2 separate regions of the Mus musculus genome follow, and region 1 is linked to region 2. A link is a contact called in public Hi-C data. All regions are on one chromosome and are shown on one strand. Each heading gives the region's core, a stretch centred on a gene start, on an enhancer-like site or on the middle of the called end of the contact. The rest is flanking DNA. Distances are from core to core; before and after follow the strand shown. Region 1 overlaps Zbtb20 (zinc finger and BTB domain containing 20). Region 2 overlaps Zbtb20 (zinc finger and BTB domain containing 20).

What was found. Hi-C and Micro-C count contacts between places; a contact is called where the count stands out from the background.
Region 1: a contact with region 2 is called in a Hi-C map of cerebellar granule neurons, with 1.8 times the contacts expected there. The contact joins two enhancer-like sites. A contact is called at or near these places in 15 of 484 Hi-C or Micro-C datasets (the G1E-ER4 cell line, the HPC-7 cell line, adipose-derived mesenchymal stem cells and 12 more) and 6 of 115 datasets of contacts at active chromatin or transcription factors (astrocytes, cardiomyocytes, heart atrium and 3 more).

What each region holds. Positions count from the first base shown.
Region 1 is chr16:43,577,722-43,581,261 of GRCm38.p6, forward strand. Zbtb20 (zinc finger and BTB domain containing 20) reads left to right here. Exons shown (of 11, transcript NM_001285805.1): 9 at 1-27. Among named protein-coding and RNA genes, the nearest start is that of Mir568, 61 kb to the right of the region's middle. Within about 2 kb of position 1,645, at least 32 of the 459 cell types and tissues checked have an H3K27ac peak or open chromatin away from gene starts, as enhancers often do. A contact at or near this core is called in cerebellar granule neurons, where this site is marked.
Region 2 is chr16:43,171,367-43,175,073 of GRCm38.p6, forward strand. The region is part of intron 2 of Zbtb20 (zinc finger and BTB domain containing 20); the gene reads left to right. Among named protein-coding and RNA genes, the nearest start is that of Gm25873, 47 kb to the left of the region's middle. Within about 2 kb of position 1,800, at least 5 of the 459 cell types and tissues checked have an H3K27ac peak or open chromatin away from gene starts, as enhancers often do. A contact at or near this core is called in cerebellar granule neurons, where this site is marked.

The DNA.
Region 1 (3,540 bases), core at 395-2,894, 410 kb after region 2:
CTCACGCTCACACCGGGTCATCTGATTGTGAGTACCGCAGTGAGGTGATGGTGTCTTCCCAAAGCTTGGCGCCGTGCTTCCCCCCCACCCCCCCACCCCAGGGTTCTGGCTGTTTTGCATTCAGAGCAAGCTGTTTCCATTTGGTCTTCCAAAGTAGCCAAAAGTAGCATGCCACCATTTTGATCCAACCAGCATCTATATATTTTCAAAGCCAGAGAATATTTTAAAGCCAGGTAACCAGCCACTTGGCCTCCGATTGGTGATTAATTGCATGTGACCCTGTTCTCTTTTGAGACATTAACTCAAGAAAAGAAGTGATATGCCACTTCCTGGTGTTCTAGCTCTCGGTAACAGCACTTCGACCAACCGTTACTAAGTAGAATAACCAAATATGGACCTCAGAAGGCCAGTGAGACACAAGGAAACAGCCATTTCCAAATTACATAACCCAAGTCAGATTTGCATTAGTTATTGGAATCTCATGTAGCTTGGCTGAATTTCGGTCTTTCCAGTTCTTAATTTATTTTGAAGTGGTTAAAGGATGGCATACATTTACAGAAGAAAAAAGAATGGCTTCCAAGAATTCAAAAGCCACCCAGACTTCGAATAGCCAATAAGAATGCAGGTTAAAAATATTTTTTAATTAAAAAAAACTGCCTACAAGCTAAATTTGGAAATGGGCACTTAATGCAAGTCGTCACTATTGAAATCACTTCTTTGCTGTTTATTTTTGCCATCTTCTCACTAATCTAGAAGTCACTTCTTAAATTCTATTTTAAGGAAGTTGGTAGATCACGTGAGGAGGCTGTTTTTTGTGTCTGAAGTGTAACCCGGCACTTGAGAGAGGAGCACATGTTGACAATACCAAAGGACACAGCATTCCTGTTAGCTAAGATACCCAACAGCTCTGGGAACTGATCTCTCCACAGGACGGCTGGTAACAGGCAGAGAGCCGACATGGGGATGAGTTAAATAGACCAGGAAAGCTTTATTACCAAAAAGGACTCCATTCATCCTGCTCCTCACAGACAAAATTTAAAAAAAAAAAAAGGAAAGGAAAGGAAAGGAAAGGAAAGGAAAGGAAAGGAAAGGAAAGGAAAGGAAAGGAAAGGAAAGGAAAGGAAAAGAAAGGAAAGGAAAGGAAAAAGGAAAAAAAAGAAATCTCCATTAGGAAATGAGATTCCAAATCTCTTGCTATTATTTTCTGGCAGAAGAAATATAAAATTCTGCAAGTAGGACAAAGGTGAGTGGGTCTAGGAGACTCCTCCCCCACTCACTTTGCCATCTTAGCCTCTAGATAAGGGGGTATGAGCTGGGGCAGGGGCTGGGCTGTAGCCACACTCAACTGTCACTAGAGAATGGGAACAAAGTGAGATCCAAGTTACTCAGGCCAAGTGATCTGTACCATCAGACTACGGCTTCTGTTTAGATACAGGGGCAGAAGCAGGGACTTGTTGCCTGGAGCATCTTGGTAGTCACCTAGTCATCTTTCTTGCCTGGAAGTCTCCAGCCTAACAGTAATTACAGGAAGAAGTTGAAAATAACCTGGCACGACGCCCATAGACATGTGCACACTACACTGCCCCTGCCTTCCAGAAAAGTGGCCTTTGGAGCTGGTGAAAGGCCTGGAGCCTCAGTGTGCACACCTTCCTGGCCTGGCTTTCTGCCATACCTATGGGGAAGACTGCCTAGGATGGCCCTAGCCCAGAAAGCTGGTACAAACCAAATGAATGTCTTTCCAAGTGGAAAAAGCACTATGCTTCACATACTGTACAGCAAGCATCCTCCGGCTAGGCCTTACATGCCCTACTAGCCTAGCATATGTAGAAGGAACAGCAGGACAATGCTGTCACTGCAGACCCCTTGGAAGCCAGAAGAGCAGAGCTTAATGGGGTGTCTGAATGCAGTTGGAAAGAGACCCAACCAGGAGGAGAAACCTAATCTCCAGCTGTCTAGAAAGTCACTTTGATTTTGCCATTAAGATGTGTAAGTAAGTCTCTGCACCAACCTGTTGTTGAAATTGGTTATAGTTCTCTCCAAACGTGTTTGGATTGTAGTTTGTCCTGATTTGAGCCTACACTGAGGGGAAAATTGTTTTTAGGAAAGATTCACAGAAATCTGTCCATTTGGAGGTTGCCTGAGAGAAGACAGGAAAGGAGTTTATTTTAAGCTGTTAAATTTTTTGGATGCTCTTCTTGCATTCAAGAAGATTTTTTTTTTTTTACTTTCAAATGTCATTCTTACCATAGATTAATTTAAAAGCCTAATTTCTTTAAGGTAAAATATTCAGTTCCTATTTAGAATGAACAGATTTGGGGCATTTAAAAATAGTGCCCTTGACTTGTTAGTCCCTTTAACTTGAGGAACATTCTACCAGTATGTGGTATTCTAAGCTTTCACAAGCGCTTGAATTTCCATAGCACCTTTTTGTTTTGTTGTGTGCTTAGCAAAATTATTCTTAGTCATGACTTAATGGCCACTTCCAGTCCATCAGCATGGTTCCTCCCAATTTACAGATGAGACAACTTAGAAACCTGACACCTAACTAGGAAGGCCTTGCCTGCAGTGCACTCATGTAAGTGCCAATGAGTGTTTATGAATTTGCTCTTCTTCTGAGCATGCAGAACTCATGGCTCAGCACACAAAAATGGCATTCCTGGCTATCCACGGGCACCTTGGACATGAGTGGCTACTGGTCATGGTGATGTGGTCACCTGACAAATCTTACCCACAGACGAGAATTGACCTCTACTGTAACTAGGAAAGGTGGCAAGCCATGGGGCTTCTGCATGCACTGAAGTAAAGATGGTCAGTCCAGCAGCTTAAATGGTCTTAATGATCAGTTGGCAGCGTATTCCAGTGTGCTGGGGGCACTTCCTCCTTGCCCAAAGAGCTGGTGATGTTCAAAAGCAGAAGTAGCTTTATTGAGATGCTGCTATTATCTTGCCACAGAAATGCATGCTGTTTGGCGGTGCACTTCCCAACACAATTTTCTCTCAGCAATATTCTGCCATCTCTGTGGGGCTTGTCACCTCACCACCATTTCTGAGAGCGTAATGGCAAGCAAATTCAGATGACAATAATAGAAGGCATTACGGTGAATTTGGGGATGGAAAGAGTGCAAGAACCCTAGGTGTTTGACAGAGCACTTAACCCACCTAACGGGCTGAGTGGAGCCAAGCTCTCCCTTCAAGGACTTAAGTAGGACTAAGCAGTCAGGAGAGCAGAGGAAGCCCGTCCTGACAACTCTCGAGTGTAGACATCACAGTCATGCTCATGTGGTAGACGCAGCCACAACTTTTACTTGCATATCCCTTCCATTTTTGCCCCCCATCTCCCATGAGGCTCCCATGGTAGGAGGAAGGGCTTCTCCCTTTAGTGGTCCTCGGGGCTCCTGCTGTAGAGCTGCATTAGTTTCTGTCATCGGAAGCTGGAAGCTGACATCCGTGGTCACTTACCTTCCAGACTGTCTGGTTTTTCTGTCCTTGCCAAGATGCATTTACACATTAACAGTTTTTATTTATTTTTAATTTAACCTTT
Region 2 (3,707 bases), core at 550-3,049:
ATTGCAAGATAGAGAAGGAATAAATTGAATATTAGCATAGCCCAGCCTCCTAGAGCTTCCATTGCTATCAGAGATATAAGATCCTAAAATACACAAGAAAAAGACATGATGTAAGCCAAATCTTATTGGTTATAAATTACAAAGTCTAATTCAAGTAATGAAAAATTATTTTGCTATTTACACTTTAATTCTATCCTGCCAAAAACTTGAATGAAGTAAAATGATAATTTAATAAAAAACAAAGTGGTAATTTTTTAATGGTTTTATTAGGATTCACGTAACTACACTGAATGCAGCGCTGGCCTTGCAGTATGATCTTCTGCCAATACCTTTAGCTCTTGGAGCGTCTGCTTTCTCTAATATAAATTGGGACTCATTAGTCCTAGGGACACTGTGATCTTTGTAATTTGATTAAGCTTTTAGGGAAAAATGTAAATTCAGCATACAATTAAAATGTTTTAAGAAAGTTCAAAAAGACCTACATGAGAACAAATTAAAAGTATTAAGTATTTTCCTTTATGTAAATAAATTATCATTAAAATTCATTGAAAAGTCAGAATCCGTGTTCACATGACATTGAATTAGTGATACAAAGAAAAAAACTTTTGAATGACAGATAGCTTGAGTGGCTGAGACAGCGTATTTAAGCTGTTACGTTTGTTTCCCTTACTGTCAAACCCTATCTTCAAAAAGCTATCAACTAGTTATATTGATAGATGGAATCTGTCCTTCAATTCCAGGATGTGTTTTCTATCAAATGTTCTCTTCTTTGGTTGTTGGAGTCTATATGCAAAATAACATATAAACACAAATGTAAAACCCAGCTGTAATTGTTGCTAGCAGTTGGGGACATCATAAATTCCTTCAGAAGTAAACTTGTATTGTAAATATCACCAGAGCCACTCTGTAGGAGTGTGAAAACTCTAAACAAAACTTAGTGAAGACAGTGCATGTGGCTCTTCCTCCGCCAGAGGATCGTTTCCTAGCTACCCTACATGCTCCAGTGGAATCTCACAAAAGGCTCCAGGCTCTCCAAGTTAATCCAACAAAGAATCAAGTGGGTTTATTTTAAAATTTACCCTTAAATATGTTTGCTAGTTTTGAAATTCTGATTTTGTGCTTTGCTTGTGTAATTCAAAAACAGCTTTAGTTTAAAAACAAAAATTGGCAAAAATACTAGTGCATTATGTGTTTTAATCACGTATGGTGTTTTGAAAACGACTCAAAATTGAGAAAATTATTTCATTGTAATTACAGTTCAAATGCATGGATTTTCTTTCTCATAAATTGTGTAAAATAAAATAAAAGCAACAGACTTCTTAAATGAGTAGTATATAAATAATGAATTATATAATTATTCTATAATAAGTACAACAGCTATATAGGTGACATAATTTTTTGTTGTATGTGTTTATATCCTTTATTTAAGGGGATTTGTACTTTCCTTTCATATTAAAAATTTTAAATTATGCATAGTTCTTAGAAAATTTTATCCACTGACATGGTTAATATTCAAGCTCTATTATCAGTCAGCCAGATTTTTCTCTTTTATGGAGTTCTTTGATTGTTCCTATAAGAGCTTCTTTTTTTCTTTTCTTGGTAATATATAAACATAGAAAGAGAAGTTTCTTTGGCTCATATTACACTCATGAGACAATGATGATGCCGAAGTTCTTTTCATAATCAGGACCTTTGTAGAGATTGCCCAGGTATTCTTAGCCAAAATCTCTCTCTCATTGTACACTACTCCAGGGCAACATGTGGTGTGCCAGCTGGATGCCCTCCCTACATGCCTCAGGTGGCCACATTTCAATGGTGCCTATAGAGCACAGGCCAAATTCTCATTCTCTGTGTTAATCAGTGGGAGAATTCCCATAGAAAAAGGGATAGAAGCATATTTCAGGAAAACTCTAAGAGATTAGCCAGATGATTAGGCCAGGACATTTTAAGTTCAGATTTTATGTAGAATTTCTATGGCATTATTTTAGTTGACTGAAGAATGCTAGAAAATCTAAAGATATTTCAAATTAAAAATATCTTTTTATTACCCTATGATTTCTCTAAATTGTTTTCTTAAGATGTAGTCAGAACTCATATTGATTTGTAAACTCAAAGGCAACTGATAAACCAATTAAATTAATCTAATGGAACCATTCTCCCATAATTTTGAAAGAATCCGATTTATATCTAGTGAACTCTCATGGTAACAATCTTTTCATTCGGATTTTGTTCAGTTCCATGGACATTAAGTAAATGTATAGTATGTGTAAAGTACTATAGTAGATACTTTTGGTAGTTCTGCATATTGCCTTATAGTATTGAATATATTGTCATATATATTTTCTTGTTTATGGTAAGTTTTTACCTTTTAATTATTTCTTACATAAATTGTGTAAAGTTTCAGATGTTATAGTTTATTTGTTCTGTGTTTGTTTGGGGTGAGCCTGAAGACCTTTGTAGAAAGACATTTAGTTTTCCTTGAAAGAAAAAAAACATATAATTTTGACATATTAAATTGACCATGGTGAGGTTATTTTTAATTAACTAATTGAAACTGTTCTATAATTAGCCTAATTGTAATTTTTATTTACTACGTTTAAGCAAATATTAATTTATTCCATTTCATATATTTTCTAATATAAAAGTGTGATTTATCAGGACCTATTCTTCTTGCTTACCATATATTAAATATTACTGTTCTACAAGAATTATGTTAATGTTATATAACTTCTGGATAACAGATATGTAAATGGTTACATTCCACTTAGCATATACAATATCTTCTACAATTTTTGCATCTTATTCAGAATGCTATTTTTTCACTTTTGTGTTGCTGTTACGGTTTTGATAATTTTTATCATCTTTTTCTTAAGTCTACATTGAAATAATTGAAAAACTACCCAAGTTTTACTTTCATCCATCAGTTGTATTTCACTTACACATATTATAGAAGTAAAATTTATCATTATCATTCAAATTTTCTAAGAATTAAAAAATCATTTTTCTAGGAATTGAACAGACTGCATTTGTCATAAACTCAAATTTTGAAAACTTGTTTGGGATGAATTTTTTCCTGATATCAAATTTTCAAAAAGATGTTCCGCAGGAAAGCCATCCGTTATGTCATTTGGGGAGTTTGGCCCAGAGGGCAGTCATGTTGACCCCATCTGCAGAGGTTGGCTAAACTAGAATCTTGGACTAAGTAAATCCCATTCATCAAGGTCCACATAAAGTAAAGTAGGTGGGGAGCAGGGGGACAGATGGTAGGGTCGACAGCAAGAAAGTTGTTGTTGACATTGATGTAGACCCTTCTTCTTGCCAGAGTGACTCCATGGACTTCTTTTGGCATGAAAGCCTAAGCCAAAGCTATCATCTTAATGGAAGGTGAGCTGCAGGCACACTGGAGAGATCTAGACACAGTAGGTATCTAGGATTGGCTTAGATTCTGTCTATCAGCTTGACTGCCATACCTATTTGATTGATGTGCAGTGGGGCCTGAAAGTGCTGTTTTGATGTTAAGGATTGTGTCATAAGGTTCCTGATATGGTGCACATGTCTGGATGAGATTGGACATTGACTGTCTTTGCCTATGCCAAGCAACACCAGACTTGAGTGCATTATTCTGTGGATCAGTAGCAGATGGTGAGTGCACACATTTGGAGGGGGTGTGCCTTCAAACACAATATGGAGCCAACAAACTTAGAAGG